2 separate regions of the Mus musculus genome follow, and region 1 is linked to region 2. Evidence: chromatin contacts called from public Hi-C data. All regions are on one chromosome and are shown on one strand. Each heading gives the region's core, a stretch centred on a gene start, on an enhancer-like site or on the middle of the called end of the contact. The rest is flanking DNA. Distances are from core to core; before and after follow the strand shown. Region 1 holds the start of Kmt2b (lysine (K)-specific methyltransferase 2B). Region 2 has its middle 11 kb from the start of Lrfn3.

Evidence for each region. Hi-C and Micro-C count contacts between places; a contact is called where the count stands out from the background.
Region 1: a contact with region 2 is called in a Hi-C map of uterus, with 3 times the contacts expected there. The contact joins the promoter of Kmt2b here to the enhancer-like site in region 2. A contact is called at or near these places in 9 of 39 promoter capture datasets (the C10 cell line, the HPC-7 cell line, cranial neural crest and 6 more), 1 of 15 datasets of contacts at CTCF or cohesin (embryonic stem cells), 2 of 484 Hi-C or Micro-C datasets (nephron progenitors and uterus), 2 of 115 datasets of contacts at active chromatin or transcription factors (both in embryonic stem cells) and 3 of 9 other capture datasets (adipose tissue, liver and pancreatic islet).

What each region holds. Positions count from the first base shown.
Region 1 is chr7:30,587,350-30,590,494 of GRCm38.p6, reverse strand. It overlaps Kmt2b (lysine (K)-specific methyltransferase 2B), which reads left to right and starts at 1,769. Exons shown (of 37, transcript NM_029274.2): 1 at 1,769-2,140. The coding sequence starts at 1,778. Zbtb32 (zinc finger and BTB domain containing 32) reads left to right here. Exons shown (of 6, transcript NM_021397.2): 5 at 1-139; 6 at 288-814. The coding sequence ends at 565. It overlaps Gm32082 (a long non-coding RNA gene), which reads right to left and starts at 1,716. Exons shown (of 3, transcript XR_003946734.1): 1 at 1,176-1,716; 2 at 890-976; 3 at 136-281. It overlaps Mir3569 (microRNA 3569), which reads right to left and starts at 1,115; the gene lies at 1,058-1,115.
Region 2 is chr7:30,372,430-30,375,565 of GRCm38.p6, reverse strand. No RefSeq gene overlaps it. Among named protein-coding and RNA genes, the nearest start is that of Lrfn3, 11 kb to the right of the region's middle. Within about 2 kb of position 1,610, at least 210 of the 459 cell types and tissues checked have an H3K27ac peak or open chromatin away from gene starts, as enhancers often do. A contact at or near this core is called in adipose tissue, second pharyngeal arch cranial neural crest and uterus, where this site is marked.

The DNA of each region.
Region 1 (3,145 bases), core at 520-3,019, 210 kb before region 2:
GAGCGCACACTGAACTGCCCATCTCACCAACACCCTCCTTTACCCTCTCCTGCTCGCTCTCGGCCCTATTCTTGCTCTGTGTGTGGAAAGAGGTTTTCACTCAAGCATCAGATGGAGACACATTACCGAGTCCACACAGGTATGGGCATCCTGCCCAGTGTGAATTTATCTTTTTCGTTTCCATCGCCGGCCTGCCAGCTCCTCCCTTGCCCTATTGCTCGACGCACCCCTAGCTTGGAGAGCCTTCGCCCATTTCTTCCTTCTCTGGCTTTCTCCTCCACCTGTAGGAGAGAAGCCCTTCTCCTGTAGCCTCTGTCCTCAGCGCTCCCGGGATTTCTCTGCCATGACCAAGCACCTGAGGACACATGGGGCTGCTCCCTATCGATGCCCTCTGTGCAGGGCTGGCTGCCCTAGCCTGGCCTCCATGCAGGCGCACATGCGTGGCCACTCGCCCAGCCGGCTGCCGCCTGGATGGACCATACGCTCCACCTTCCTCTACTCTTCCTCGAGGCCGACCCGGGCCTCCAGCTCTCCCGGTAGTCCTACCTCCTCTGCTGCCACCTGACCGGGTGTTGGTAGCTTCTCTGGCTTGACAAAGAGTCCAAAGAATGAAAGGCAGAAGGGCTCAGCTAGGGCGGCCTGGCAAATTTAACCACAGAAGAACTGCGAGACAGGAGCTACGAACCCTTCCGGGACAAGCGAGTTGCAGAAGCCTCGGCCTGGCGAGCCCGAGTTAAAGGACAATTAACTCGGTGAAGATTAACTGGGGACTGTCAATTTCATCACTATAATAAAGTTTCCTGTGCTCCAGTCAGGACGAGTCCAGACTTTTCCTCTGTGCTAGGGGGTTTCCACCCTTGCCCTGTAGCGGCCCCTGCTGGCCATTCACCATTCAATAAACAGAGGGTCACACTTCTCCTTCCGGGGGGCTTCGTATAATTCCCGAGGGCAGCACGCGGCAAAGGCGCTCCAGACCCTGCGGGAGAGGAAAGGTGGCTTTGAGGCGCCCCAAGACTCTGGTTCCTCCCACAGCAATCTACCGCGCGCGTAGTCTAGGGCTGGAGAGGAGCGCAGACTGAGGTCCGGATTTCGACCACCGGTCTGCTCTCCTCCGAGTAAGGGACGGAAGACTAGCCTCTCCAGCATCTCCCCTCCGCGCCGGGCAATGCGGCTACCGGGTTGCGCCTGGAAGTGAGACTAATCCAGCGCCGCCGCCCTCCCCTCAGCCAACGCCTAGCGCAATAGCTAACTTCGTCTACTGTGTGTCCGTCGGGTTCCCAGGGTCCGAAGCCAACGGTACCCTGGGAAGGACCCTGGGAATGGTAGTCCATGCAGGTCGCTAGTTCCGACTAGAACAATGGGAGGAGTCTGAGCCGGGAACCACACCTCCTGGAGACCAGGAACTGGTTCTCCTGGTCTCTGTCGCCAACCCGGTATTCCCAGTTCTCGCGCCCCAGCTGTCGGCGGAAGGAGCAAGGCGACTGGACTACATTCCCCAGAAGACCTTGCGCCTCCCGCTCTCAGGCCGCGACGCGGGGTCCGCTCTTCAGGTGCGGCTGGAGGGTGACGGCCGACCGGCCCAGGACTCCTGCTCCCGTGGTGCCCCGCGCGTGGCCAGCCCAGCCCCCGGCTCCTGCCCGCCCCACAGCGGCGCTGGTTGTTGTCGTGAGCCGCAGCCGCCCCGCTTTGCCCCTCCTCCCCTCCTCTCCCCTCCCCCCCGGCCCTGCGCACGGGCTGCCCCTCCCCCCGCCTCCCCGGCCCCTCTCACGGTGCCAAGATGGCGGCGGCGGCGGGCGGCGGCAGTTGCCCCGGGCCTGGCTCCGCACGGGGCCGCTTCCCGGGCCGGCCGCGGGGTTCCGGCGGGGGCGGGGGCCGCGGCGGCCGAGGCAACGGAGCCGAAAGAGTGCGGGTAGCCCTGCGGCGCGGTGGCGGCGCGGCGGGGCCGGGAGGAGCCGAGCCCGGGGAGGACACGGCCCTGCTCCGTTTGCTGGGTCTTCGCCGGGGCCTGCGCCGGCTCCGCCGCCTGTGGGCTGGTGCGCGAGTTCAGCGAGGCCGAGGCCGCGGCCGGGGACGGGGCTGGGGCCCGAACCGAGGCTGCATGCCGGAGGAAGAGAGCAGTGACGGGGAATCCGAGGAGGAGGTGAGGCGGTCGGAGGTGTCTCTAGCGCCGGGTAGGGCGGAGGCCAGGGGCTTGCAGGGCTCCGGATAGCTCCGAAGGGTGTTGTGGACAAGTGGGATTCTCGGGGCTCCTGGAAAGAAGCACGAAGGAAGCAGGCTGCGTGGAGCGTTTGGGTAGCTAGGGCCTTTGAAAGTGATCAGAGAAACCCTGACTGCAGCTAGACGCCTGGAGCCCAATTGGTGTCCTGAGCTGATCTTTCGCGGTAGCAATGGCAGAGCAGGACAGGAGTGGGTGAAGAGGCCATAGGGATTGCATGCCGGACCAGCGGTGGTTGACAGCAGCAGCGTGGCCTTAATTGACCAAGGCTAGAGAGCCTCCTGGGCTCTTACTTGCAGGCTGCCTCCTTGGCCCTTAAAATCCGCGACATATCCCTGCCCTGGTTCCACCAGGGCCCCAGTTGCTCTCTGGTTCTAAGGTAGAGTGGTGGAGGCTTCTTAGGCGCGGGTTGAAGAGGGATAGAATGAATGCTGAGTCTTGAATCTGGAGTGAGTGCAGTCATGGTTTATCCCTCTCAGCCTTTTGGAGAAGGCAGGAGGGTGTGGATTCTATTGCTTAGGAGAGCTAGCTGTCCTCTGAGGGCTCAGAGTGGATTCTAATATGATAAACCATCTGCTCCACCTCTCATCTCCCCCAAACACTCCCCATTTTTAAGAATGCCCTGCAAGGGTGTAAATGGAGGACCTACTTTGTTTTAAGTTGGAATTAGCCCTCATTGTAATGCCTATTGCTTAACTCGAGGAGACCCTCTAGTGTTTTCTTCTGGGCTAGTGAATTACTGATGGCTGTGCTGGAATGGTCTGGTTCAAGAACGCCTTGTACCTTTATTCCTTCTGACCTTGCCTCAGTCTTTTAAGTTCTTTGGTAAATGAGGAGGAGTATGTTAAGGTGGACGATAACTATCATATCTGCAACACCTGAAGCCCAGATGGAACCAGGGCTTTGGTACTGACTGCTGTTTCTCCCCTT
Region 2 (3,136 bases), core at 361-2,860:
TATCATAACAGGACCAATGAGCTGAAGATGGAGAGTCGCTCCCCTCCGGAGTGACAAGGATGAACATTAGCAATGAAAAGTTTAAATTGCGGGGGCGGGGGGTGGGTCCTCGAGGGCAGACCAGTAGGTAAAGTATTTGCCATGCGGGTGTGAGAACCAGGACCCATGTCAAGCTGAATGTGGTAGTGTTTGTTTGCAATCCCCTGTGCTCCTCTGAATAGGCTGGTAGAGACAGGAAAAACCCTGGGAGCTAGTATGCCATCTAGTCTGGCATACTCATTAGCAAAAAGAAAACAAACAAACCTAACCTCCCAAACCAGAGAGAGGTCACTTCAAGCTAAGTCGAAAGTGAAGACCAATTCCCGAGGTTATCTTCTGGCATCCACGTGTGTACCCTGGCACATGTGCACACACGCATGCACACACAAAGACATTCGTTTCTGTAAAACGAAAAGGAAAGAAGGAGGGGGAACAGGAAAGGTTTCCTTTCTAAAGTCTCACTGTAGTTTTATAACAACCAGGCTAACAAGACTCAAAGCCAACACTGACACTATTAACATTACAGAAAAAGGCTGGGTGGCAGTGGCACACACCTTTAGTGCCAGCGCTCCGGAGTCAGAACAGGCCTTTAATCCCAGAGCATGGGAGGCAGAAGCAAGTGGATCTCTGTGAGTCTGAGGCCAGCCTGGTCTACAGAGCAAGCTTCAGGACAGCCAGAGCTGTTACACCAAGAAATTCTATCTTGGAGGGGGCGGGGACAACAAAAAAAGAAACCCATCAAATTGGACACAGATGAGAGGGAGGGGACACTTATAGAATAAAAGACACAAAGAAACTCCCAACAAATAAAATGTACAGACTCTGGGGGGTTTTTTGTTTGTTCTGTTGTTGTTGTTTTGGTTTTTCGAGACAGGGTTTCTCTGTGTATCCTGGAACTCACTCTGTAGACCCGGCTGGCCTCGAACTCAGAAATCCACCTACCTCTGCCTCCCAAGTGCTGGGATTAAAGGTGTGTGCCACCACTGCCCGGCTGGATTATAATCTGAACAAACCAAGAATTGATAGTTTATAAAAACAATCAGAGATATTGTTAGTTTTATATGTGCTGGCTTTTTTTTTTAAGAACTCAGTGTTTTAGAGATACGTATTTATAGATGAAATTATAGGCTGTCTGGGATTTGCTTTAAACTAATTGGTTGGGGGAGGCGGAATAAATAAAACAAGATTGGCCATATGTTGATAATAATTGAGGCTGGGAGATGGGAACTTGGAGGATCGTTATATAATTCTATTTTTGTGAATAGCTAAACATTACCATAATAGGGTTTTAAAGTGGGGAGGCATGGTTGGAAAGAAAAAGAAAAGAAAGGAAAGATTTTTGTTTTGTTTTTCGTTTTTCTTACTTAGCCACGGCTCTCAGAGAAAAGACTCCCTAGCCAACATGGGACAGTTTAAACACAGGAGAGAAAGCTGGCTAAAGGGGTATTTGCAATGGTGCAAAATGCTGGTCTCTTTATTTGCTCCAGTAAGGAATGCCTTAGACTCTCCAGACTAATCAGCAATTTTGACATCTGCGATTCCTAAACCAGTACTCCGGTCTAATTTTACCGCTAAGGTCCAGTGGGATCAGCAGGCCTCTTGCGCAGCGCCACCCTCTTGGGCAAGGTGCTCGCTCAGTCTCCACATCCCCCAACCATACCCGTACATCCCATGCCTCACCCGCTCTGTGCATTTAGTGAGGCGAGCACTAAAGGGGCGAAACCAGAACAAGGTGAGGCCGAGGGTGTCTGTGATGCCTTCTGGGAAATGTAGTTCTTCCTCCACGCGGGAGCCGACACTTATCTGATAAGCAAGACTACATGTCCTACAATGCGCCGCGCTCACGGCAGCCCCATGGTGTGTTGCTGCCTCCCGGTGGCAGCTAGTTGTTAGGACCGTTAGGACCACGTTTGAAAATTCAGAAGACAGCAGTAGGGGCGGGGACAATGTTGGGAATGCAGAGTCCTCCAGGAACCTCTGGGAAGCCAGTACAGAGATGAGGCTGCGAGACCTGAGCCAAGAAAGGGTTGTAGTAATGAAATTGGAGGAGAGCCCGGTATGAGGATTAAATGAAACCAGGACAGCAACTGTTGGCTGTATGGTTGGTTATTACAGAATAAGCACTTTTCATGTGGCAAAGAACTGCTTCAGAGCTTTACACGTATTAGCTAATTTAATCCTCTCAACGGTCATTCGAGCTATTATCAAACCCTTTTACAGGAGTGAAATTGAGGTCTAGAGAAGAGGCCAGAGACATTCAGCTCGTCTGTGACAGAGCTGGGATTTGAACCCAGGCTGTCAGGCTTCAAAGTCTGTGTCCTTTTGACTACGAATATCTTACTGTCCTTTTGAGCTATTTAAAAATAAAATTATGGTGTGTGTGTGTGTGCACGCGCGCAGGATCCCCCTGTATCTGTCTCCCTAGCCCTGGAATTACCTGTGTAGTAGAATCCGAACTCAGCTCCACATGCATGCATAGCAAGTTCTTTACTCACTGAGCCATCTCCCCAGACCATTTTTAAATTATCTTGAGGTTGTCATTGGCACGAATTGACTCAAAATGGCCATTAGCTTATGAATCTCTGAGTTGGGGATTATCAATGCTCTTCCTTTCCAAATGTAGGACTTAGCCCCATCCCAAGGACAAAGTTTACAACCAACCTACATTTATAATTAGCACATGAATCCACACAGGTTCTATCCATACAAATCAGATGTCTGATTAGCGTTGGATCAGCGGTGGTTTGTGTTGGGAGCTGGAGTCATTATGATTCCATAAGCACACAGATCTGTACACAGACGCTCCTTTGCCTAGAAGCTGATTCTCTTTTGGTCTAGGTGGATTCATCCCATACAGCTTTTATCACGTCCCTGAAGCCCATCACTGTTATCATCAACAGGAAGGCCTTTCCTGATGGAATGCTTATGAGGAGTGTGGTACCTGTTTACCATCATCCCTCAGCGTTACCCTAAAGACTAGTAATGGCTAATCGCCATCATCAACTTGACTGCATTTGGAAGCCCCTGGGAGATTGGTGAAACACACTTCAGAGTGTGTCCATAAAAGCATCTTCAGAGAGAAGTGGCGGGTATTCAA